Linked DNA regions of Sus scrofa: region 2 is linked to region 1. A link is a contact called in public Hi-C data. All regions are on one chromosome and are shown on one strand. Each heading gives the region's core, a stretch centred on a gene start, on an enhancer-like site or on the middle of the called end of the contact. The rest is flanking DNA. Distances are from core to core; before and after follow the strand shown.

What was found. Hi-C and Micro-C count contacts between places; a contact is called where the count stands out from the background.
Region 2: a Hi-C map of skeletal muscle shows a contact between it and region 1, with 4 times the contacts expected there. The contact joins two enhancer-like sites. A contact is called at or near these places in 1 of 5 promoter capture datasets (liver), 12 of 47 Hi-C or Micro-C datasets (embryonic fibroblasts, fetal liver, heart right ventricle and 6 more) and 1 of 2 datasets of contacts at active chromatin or transcription factors (skeletal muscle).

What each region holds. Positions count from the first base shown.
Region 1 is chr14:102,588,738-102,593,846 of Sscrofa11.1, forward strand. It overlaps RPP30 (ribonuclease P protein subunit p30), which reads left to right. Exons shown (of 13, transcript XM_001924771.6): 7 at 221-337; 8 at 928-957; 9 at 1,362-1,399; 10 at 1,788-1,867. Among named protein-coding and RNA genes, the nearest start is that of ANKRD1, 22 kb to the right of the region's middle. Within about 2 kb of position 2,069, at least 2 of the 83 cell types and tissues checked have an H3K27ac peak or open chromatin away from gene starts, as enhancers often do. A contact at or near this core is called in skeletal muscle, where this site is marked.
Region 2 is chr14:102,909,898-102,915,006 of Sscrofa11.1, forward strand. All of the region lies in intron 3 of PCGF5 (polycomb group RING finger protein 5), which reads left to right. Among named protein-coding and RNA genes, the nearest start is that of PCGF5, 85 kb to the left of the region's middle. Within about 2 kb of position 2,769, at least 3 of the 83 cell types and tissues checked have an H3K27ac peak or open chromatin away from gene starts, as enhancers often do. A contact at or near this core is called in skeletal muscle, where this site is marked.

The sequences.
Region 1 (5,109 bases), core at 819-3,318:
GATGAACTCAGTTAATCAAATAGAGACACAGATCTGTTTTCTTCTCTCATGGATGGTACTGTTCGGGCACAAATCTGCCTTTATTGAAGTTGTACCTGGACATGCAGGAGGTAGGCGGAGAGGGGGGCATGTGAGGAAGGAGGTGATGGGGGAAATTTAATGAAAATAGAGGAAGCATATGATTAGCCTTGACAGCTTATTTTCTTTACTTCCTGTGAAGGCAATTGACCGAGGCGTGGCCTTTGAACTTGTCTATAGCCCCGCTATCAAAGACTCCACAATGAGAAGGTACACAATTTCCAATGCCCTCAATTTGATGCAGATCTGCAAAGGAAAGGTATGGTTCCATAATTTTAGAATGTTTTTCAAACCTAGCAGTTTATTATTTATTTATTATTTATTATTATTAATCTTCTGGGACTCTCAAGCTGATCCCTTTTCCTTAAAGCAGAAAGTGCTTGAGGCAGAGGAATAAATCCTCCCATTTCAGTGAGTTCTTCCAATTTTAAGGGAAAGAAAAATATTCTGAGGAGGAGTAGTATGAGTGGGGAAAAGGAGTGTTGAAAGCTTTTATCTTTCAGTAAAGAATCTGCCATTTACCTACTGTGAAAGAATAGTCTAAATAATAATTGTCATCATTGAGTTGAATGAAGGTTATAGGACCTTTTCAACTACTTTTTAAAACAAATTTGTCTTTTTTAAGATCTGTTGGGAAGGCCTTTTCTATTTCTTATCATAGGCTGCCTTTAGTTTGCCATGAGGCCTGAATTCCATCCTTTCCCCTTAGTTACCTTCTCTTTGGAAGAAGTTGGTATTTATGGAGCCTTCAGTCTTAAAGTGTGATTGCTGGTTATTTGTATTATAAGACTCTTCAATTTTTTTCTCACATTTATCTGAGATTAACATTGATTACTTTCTATTTTGTAGAATGTAATTGTATCTAGTGCTGCAGAAAGGGTAAGTCTGACATTAAGTACTTTGTTTTCACCTTTCAGTTATAAAACTTTAAAAGGTTTCTAGGAAAGAAAAATAGTAATGTAATGAACATTTATTGGATGTTTTCATTTTTAACTGCATGTATTCATTGTAATTGCTGAAGAGTAAAATTTATCCCCATTCCTTTGGGGCTGCACGTTTTGTTTATATAAATAGTTTTTCCTTTATAATTGTGGCAAAATGCTTTTCAAAGATCTTTTATATTTTCAAAGGCTTAAGAAACCCATCAGAATTATAAGGACTTAAATTTATGCAGTTGACATCCTTATTTTTAGATACTTAAGCATCCTATTTACTGAAAATGATATCATTGAAATGTTATGAATAACTTCCCTCATATCTATTTTTTGTTCATTTTATTTTAGCCTTTAGAAATAAGAGGCCCATACGACGTGGCAAACTTGTATCCTTTTCTGAGTAAGAAGTCATTGAAATTTTCTTTAGGAAATTTGGAATTTGGCATGTTATTCTTTAACAAATTTTTTTTTAATCTTTTTTTTATATGAATGTGTCAGTTAATAGCTTCAAAAACAGGTTATATCAAGTTGTAGAGGGTGTCATCCTTTTGTTTCCAGATTGAGGATGAAATAAGAAAAAAGGAAGAAAGGACTCTATAAAAGCTTAGAGTTAAATGAGTCTCGTCTCAAATGCATATTCCGTTTGGACTAAAACCATGGAATTAAAGTGTCTCTCTCTTGGTGTGACCAGGCAAGTTGGCATTTTCAGTTATGTTTCTGTTAGTCTCGTGTCCTCGGCTGACTCTGGGTTGAAATCCTTAACAACCTCACCAGAGGGTTGCTGTTCGGGCTGTCTGAAAGCGATGCCAAGGCCGCAGTGTCTACCAACTGCCGAGCAGTGCTTCTCCATGGAGGTGAGCAAGTTCTTCCAAGAAAAACGCCTCGTGCTCATGTTTAGAGCCAGTTGTTTCTATCAAACTGCCGGGCCATATCTACTTTTATCATCTTGCCCCCACAGAGTTCCTTCAGGGTCATCTTTTCTCAACCTGATTAAGCATACCCATCAATGCTTTCTCACCCTTTACTTCAGGCTTTATTTTCTGTAGTTTGTGGAACGAATATAGTTCGCCTTGCAGAGAAGGGTATTGGATGTGGCTGCCTTCTTTCAGGATCTGCGTGTGCATTTCCCCACCTGCATTTTCATGGGCTTCTAATCGCCCTTTCTCCTCCAGAGGGACATCTTTCCCTGCTGAAGATCACTGTTTAGAGAACAGGAAAGTTAAAAATACTTGTTAAGCCATTTATGAGGAACGCAGAAACACCAAGTACATTTTTAAAAATCCAGCTAACAAACTCAAAGCCTAAGTTTTCACATTTATTACAACTTGTGATTCTTTTCTTATTTTTTGTTTATACATGTTCAGGAATGCACAGATGATACATTTTTTACTCACATTTCATTTACCATGTATCTACCTCCTCACCTTGAATTCCACTGCTTGAAAGCACTGAATTTCTTATTCATCAGATGATAAAAATTGAACTAGAAGTTTTTGATATGCCAGGACTTTGGAGAATGAAGATGAGGTTTTATTAAAAGAAAAAAGCGTATACTTCTCATCTGCTGTTTTATCTTCATTCTCTTTGTAATTTTAGCAGTGGTCAGGAAGCAGTCTACTTGGTACCACCCAGGTGAACTTTAAATTTCAGAACTGGTTGCTACGTCTAGACTAAGTATGAATAGTTAGATTGAGGGCTTGTGTGTTGGATTTCAATGATCTGATTTCCACTTGGGAGAACTGGTTACTGTATTGACTTAACCGTAAAATAGATGATTTTGCTTTTGTATTCAACAGTTTTAGTTTGAGATTGTTGCCTTAACCCATTACATACATTCTGGAAATGACCAAATTAACTAGAATTTTATCAAGATTTTCTTGAAATTAGGGAACAGTTGGTTCACACTGGTAGTTCTGCCATTATTTTTGTCTATTTTAAGTGCGTGTAAGGAGTCATCAAGATTTTGGATAACAATTAGTGTTCCAAAACAGACCAAGTCAAGAAAGGGAAACTAATTTTAAAAATGCAGTAGGGGAAAATATGAAGTTCTGCTCTCGACTTCAGACAACTCAGCTGTTTAACATAAGAAATCTGCGTAAAACTAGGCTATTATAGAAGCCAAACTAAAAGAAGTCTTGTGGGCTTTAGGTCTAGCCCCGGCCCTGCTCTCCTTCCTGCCTCCACCTCCAGGGAGCCCGCGGGTGGTGACGGGGAGGCCTAGGGCCTGGTTCACAGCCGAGGTGGCAGAGCCTCTGGAGAGGGACGGCAGGCGTCCTGGCTCGGAATGCCCCCCAGCCTCAGGGTGAAGGCACAGCTGCTCCTTGGTGGGTGCAGCCCACTGGCACAGCTCAGCGCGGTCCCTGCCCTCCGCCCTCCCATGTCCCGCACAGAAATAAAAGGCACTCGGCCGTCCTGCCTGGTCAAAAAACAAAACAAAACAAAACAAAAACATTCACCCTCGTGTGCCCAGGACAATGCTACTTATTAGCTTATGCCTGCTGTCCTTGCTGAATTCATAACACATCTGCAGGGTAATGATACCCTGGTTTTAGTTGACACTGGGATCAGTGTCACATAGTAGTGTGGTGGGTTCCCAGGACTGCTAATTCCTCCTAAGGTTGCATGAGAGGAAATGCAAGATTCTGAGGCAAGAGAATTCAGGGTCTCATTATTTTTGTCTGCACTGCTAAGTCCTAGCTGGTCTCTGTATCATCCTGAGTGCCCCATTTAAGGACAGCGCTGCAGTGAAGCACTACCAGAAGGTGGTTAATAGATTCTCAGAGGGTCTGGAAACCTCACCCTGAGAGCAGTTGTTGAAAGCAGTGCAGGAATAGATTCCTGGAAAACAGAAGATGGGGCACACAGTAGCAGCAGTTCCACATTGGGAGCTTGCTACAGGGAATCACAAATAAGTGGTCCTGGGGGTTCTAGAAACCACTGAACAGCGATTCTAAGGAGGTCATGAGGAAAGGACAGCAAAGAGGTTCAAGGTCCAAAAATTACCTTATCTGATAGCTATAAAACTCGGGGTTTTCAGTGGTTTATAATCTGTCAGCTTAGATTAAGAAGGAAATGTTCATGTGATTAAAAAAGAGAACATTTCTGAGATGGAACTAAAATAATTTTGAAACTAATGCATTTTGTTTTATTACTGAGTGTTGGCTTTCGCAATTTATTCATTCTACTGATTTTTGGACTTTTACTCATAATCATAGTGATATAAATAAACTTCTCTAAATGCAACATTTTTTATTTGGCGAAATGGAAATCATTGGCAATTTCTCTTTATTTTGAGGTTCTCTGAATATGTTGGCATTTTAATGACCTTGACAGCGGTTTTGTCCCTTTTATAAATTAAGATGCTCTTAAATAACTGGCAAAGATTTAGTAGACTTGGTAAATTGATTCTATTAACTGAGAAGGTAATGTTTAACTCTTTATTTTTTATTTTTATTTTTTTGTCTTTTTAGGGCCACACCTGCAGCACATGGAGGTTCCCAGGCTAGGGATAGAATCGGAGCTGTAACTTATGGCCTAAGCCACAGCCATAGCCACATAGGATCTGAGCTGTGTCTGCAACCTACACCACAGCTCATGCCAACTCACCCATTGAGTGAGGCCAGAGATTGAACCTGCGTCCTCCATGGATGCTAGTCAGATCCATTTCCACTGAACCACGACAGGAATTCCAATGTTTAACTCTTTAGAATTGACTTTACTGAAGTTCCCGTCATGACACAGCAGAAACTAATCCAACTAGGAACCATGAGGTTTCAGGTTCAATCCCTGACCTTGCTCAGTGGGTTAAGGATCCGGCATTGCTGTGAGCTGTGGTGTGGGTCAAAGATGAGGCTGGGATCTGGCGTCACTGTGGCTCTGGCGTAGGCTGGCAGCTGTAGCTTTGATTAGACCTCTAGCCTAGGAACCTCCATAAGCCGTGTGTGTAGCCCTAAAAAGAAAATAAATAAATAAAATTGACTTTACTTTTATCACAGGAAATAAATGATTCTTAACTAAACTTATGTTCATCGGGTCCTTTTGATTGTCTCCTGGGTAGCTAAAGGGTCTCTCCTCCCCAGTCCTTCCCAGTTTCTTT
Region 2 (5,109 bases), core at 1,519-4,018, 320 kb after region 1:
ACTTTAGTTGTAATTATTTTCAGCATTTTAATATTCTACATAATACTCTGTATTCGTTCAGGTTCAGCTACATAGTAGTGGAAAAGAGGGCAGACCTAGTAGTTTGGGGTTGGTAGATAAAAACTGTTACCATTTGGAATGGATGAGCAATGAGGTCCTACTGTTTAGCACGGGGAACTATGTCCAATCTTTTGGGTTAGAACATGACGGAGGATAATATGAAAAAGAAAAGAATGTTAAAACAAAATAATGAGGAAGGCTAATCTTAGTACTATTAATTTTTAAAAATTTATCATACATTCAAAAAAGAATGTATAAACATTTATGTAAAACAAAGAATTTTTTAATGACTACCCTTTGACCATTTACTTAGTGGTAGGTACAATTGTTACACCAAATAGTAATAATATAAAGAAGCATAATCTCATTTTGTGTGTGCGTCTTTTCTAGGGCCACACCCACAGCACATGGAGGTTCCCAGGCTAGGGGTCTAATTGGAGCTGTAGCTGCCAGCCTACGCCAGAGCCACAGCAACGCCAGATCCAAGCTGCGTCTGTGATCTACACCACAGCTCACAGCAACACCGGATCCTTAACCCACTGAGCGAGGCCAGGGATCGAACCCACAGCCTCACGGTTCCTAGTCAGATTCATCAACCACTGAGCCACGAGACGGGAACTCCTTTAATCACATATTTTTAAAGCTGGAAGTGATGTGTAAGATCCTAATCCAAATCCTATTTCAGCATTAAGAACTGAAATTTACAGAAGTGACGTGACATTGGGTAAGGCCTCAACAACCTCAGATATCACTTCTAGTTACAATCCAAGTGTCCTCACCGCTGAGCTCATTTTCTTCCCACTGTTCCCACCCCAGCTCTACCACAGAGCAGCTGTGTGATCTCAGGGAAGTACCTATCACAAAACAGAGCTAGCTCTTCTCTAGAGAGCCATTATTAATGTTCATCTCTCAGTGATGTTTGCCTCATTCTATAAATCTGGATTTGCAAGTCTTAGGTTTCAGACTTTTTTTTTTTCTATGTAAGTGCCTTTGGTTGGAGTACTTTGTCTACACGTAAATGTCAGGCCCGTTGGTTTTCAAAGTGTGGTCCCCAAACCATTCATAGTTAGAAATGATAGTTCTCAGACCCACTGTGTCAGCAACTCTGAGAGGGGAGCCCATCTCAGCAAGCTCCCCCCCCACCACCACATGATTCTGACGTATGCTGACCTTCCAAGAACTGTAGGTCTGTTGTAGTCTGTAGTCCTGAACAGGGCTTCTGCCAGGTGGCTTTGTATCAGTGTTTTGAATCGATGTTATCCCCCAGCACACGATTAGCAGTGTCTGGAGACACCTTTAATTGTCAGGACTGGGGGTGAGGGGTCTGCGGCTGGCCCTAGGGTAAGGCCTAGGGATGCTGGTGTTGCTGGACATCTTGCATTTCAAAGGACAGCCCCATCCCCAGAGATCCAGCCCACAATGTCAGTCAAGAGCCTCTGTTTAAATAATTCAAAGGATAACAGAACAAACTTTTCTCTCAAAAAATCTTTTTCCTGATGCTTTAGAAAAAGCTATAACAGTTCGTAATTATTACCTACTCCATTTTAAAGTGCTATATTGTTAAGATAAATTATCTCAGCTTTTGTTTTGACAAATTATCTTAGCTTTTGTTTTTGACTGTTAGATACATGAAGTCACTAATCCCTTAGCTTAAGTGTATCACATATTTATTTTTTTAATCTATTTATTTGTTCGGTCCCACCTGTAGCATGTAGAAGTTCCTAGGCCAGGGATCAAACCTATGCTATAGCAGTAACCAGAGCCATAGCAGTGACAACACCGGATTCTTACCCCACTGAGCCCCCAGGGAACTCCCATCATATATATTTTTTAAACTTTTTATTTGAAATTAATTTAAAACTTACAACAAGTTGCAAAAATAAAAGTAGTTCAGGAGTTCCTGCTGTGGTGCAGTGGGATCAGCGGTGTCTCTGAAGCACCAGAATGCAGGTTCGATCCCCAGCCGAGCACAGTAGGTTAAATGATCTGACATGGGCTGTAGCTGTGGTGTAGGTCCCAGCTGCAGCTCAGACCTGATCCCTGGCTGGGAACTCCACATGCTAGGGTGTGGAGAATAGAGGGTGGAGGGGGCCAAAAAAGAAGGAAAAAAAAAAAATAGTGCAGGGAACACTTGCACTTTTCACCTTAGCCGGATTACTCTCTTGCTAACATTTTTATCTCATTGTGTCATGTGCATGCATGATTGTTTGCTCTCTACTTTTTATGAACCACTTGAGAGTAAGTTACACACATCATGGCTCCTTATCCTAAATACTGTAGTGTGTATTTCATCCAACATATAACCACAGTACTGTTACATTGGTCTAACATTGTAATCTACCCCCCATTTCGTCAGTTTATCTAATGATATCCTTTATAGAGCCTTTTTCTCCTCCTATTCCACTAAAGCTATTACAAAGGAAGTTTATTTAAAGACATAAATTCAGAGAGATAATAAGAATAAGAACTTGAGTATTCTTGGGGCCCAGAATAACTCCTGGAACTTCATGAATTCTCAGTAAATACTTATGGAAAGCATAAGAAGGGATGGTAGCAGCGTGAACATGGAGAGCAGAGTGGTGGTGGTGATGGTGGAGCTGGCCTGAGTGTACTAGGAGGCTTTCTCTCCGTGGCCCTAACTGGGCCACGTGCCACCCTGGCTGGTGGTGTGAGGTTTTGAGCTGATTTATCTCTCAGGCTGGACACATTGCTGCCAGAACATGATCGTATTTTGTCAGCAGGATGTAAGGGAGAGTTAGCCTTCTACAGTAGGTCACAATCAACAACCTTCCCTCCTCGGTACCCTTTCTCAGGATGTGCTGTGAGAGGCAAGCATGTAGCATGGGGAGAGGTGAAAGAGTATGAAGCTGCACAGCAGGCGGGGAAAACAAGCAGCCTGTGTCAAGCTGTTCAGGGCTGTGGCCAGAGCCACGTGGGGCTGCTGAGCACTGCCGATATAGCTAGGACACCTGAAGAGTGGAGTTCTTAACTTTTTTTCCTTTTTTTTTTTTTTGGAGCTTTAGGGCTGTGCCCATGGCACATGGAGGTTCCGAGGCTAGGGGCTACAGCTGCTGGCCTACACCACAGCCACGGCAAGCAGGATCTGAGCCATGTCTGCAACCTATACCACAGCTCATGACAGTGCCAGATCCTTAACCCACTGAGCGAGGCCAGGAATCAAATCCACCTCCTCATGGATCCTAGCTGGGCTTATTAACAACTAAGCCATGAAGGGAACTCCTTGGAGTTCTTTTTTTTTTTTTTTTTTTTTTGTCTTTTTGCTATCTCTTTGGGCCGCTCCCGCGGCATGTGGAGTTCCCAGGCTAGGGGTCGAATCGGAGCTGGAGCGTCCGGCCTACGCCAGAGCCACAGCAACTCAGGATCCGAGCCGCGTCTGCAACCTACACCACAGCTCATGGCAACGCCATATCGTTAACCCTCTGAGCAAGGGCAGGGACCGAAACCCGCAACCTCATGGTTCCTAGTCAGATTCGTTAACCACTGCGCCACGACGGGAACTCCATCCTTGGAGTTCTTAATTTAAATTCAATAAAATGAAATACCTGTGATAGCGTAAATACTTTCCCATTAAATAGAAGCTATTATAAAGTAAATAAAAATGGCTAACTGAATATATTATTAAATATATTTTAATACATATTAAGATATTCTCATTTTTTATTTTTTGTCTTTTAAGGCTGCACCCACAGCATATGGAGGTTCCCAGGCTAAGGGTCTAATTGGAACTGTGGCCACCGGCCTATGCCACAGCCACAGCAGCACCAGATCCGAGCTGCATCTGCAATGTACACCACAGCTCACGGCAACGCCAGATCCTTAACCCACCGAGCAAGGTCAGGGATAGAACCTGCAACCTCATGGCTCTTAGTCAAATTTGTTTCCACCACGCCACTATGGGAACTCCTTTATTTTTTAATTTAAAATTTGTTTTTTGTCTTTAGATATTTTCAAAAGAACATGTAAAATACATTTGTTAATATACGTGCTAGAAAATTTTACATTAGATATTTGACTCTCTTCATATTTCTACTGGACATCACTGATACAGATGGTAGGAGGAGGGTGGAGAACTCTATGAGGAATCATTCATTGGGCAGATATTAAAGGGATGCCCGTTATGTCCAGGCACCATTCTAGGTGCTTGAGGCCCATTTGTGGGCAAAATAAAGATTTTTGTCTTTGAAGAATTAATATTTTTGTAGAGAGAGACAAGAAGCCATCTCACACATAACTTGTATGGTACATTAGGAAGTGAAAAGTGCAAAGGGAGGACAGGAGAAGGTGCTGTCAGGGGTGGGGAAGGACATCAGGAGTGTGAAAGGAGGACAGATGGCAGTTTTAACTAAAATGATGAGGATGGGCGTCATTGAAAAGGTGAGATCTGAGCACAGACTTGCTGTCTCCATGGGAATTAGCCATGCGTAATCTGGGGAATGCGAATGCTTGTTCCAGATCTAGGGAGCAGCCAGTGCAGCAGGCCTCAGTCGAGAGTCAGGAGGGCACCTGCAAATTGTCTGAGGAGCAGCATGGGGGCCGGGGCGGCTGGGCAGTGGGCCAGGAGTTCAGAGATCGTGGGAGTCCTGAGTGTTGTAGGCCACTGTCACGGTGTTCTCTCTTACTCTGAGTGACATGGGGAGCCACTGCAAGGTTTTGGTTAGAGGATTGGCATGGCCTGGCTTAGTTTAAAAGGGTCATTTTGATGACTGTGTTGAGTATACACAGCATGTAGCAAGGCAGGGTGGAAGCAGGGAGCACAGTTAGAAGGTAAGAGATGGGGGCAGTCAAGGGGGCAGGAGGTGGTCGTATCCTGGATACAGTATGAAGGCAGATCCAGCAAGATTTGCTGATGCACGGGAGTTGGGCGTGAGGTCAAGAGTAGAGTGTGACTAAGATTTCTGACCTGAGCAGCTGGAGGATGGAGTTGTGAGCAGAGATAAGGAAGACCAAGGATAGAGAGGTTTGGGGAATGGGTGGGTCAGGAGTTTGGATTTGGACTCCTTGAGTCTGTTAATCATTTCAGAGAAGAGG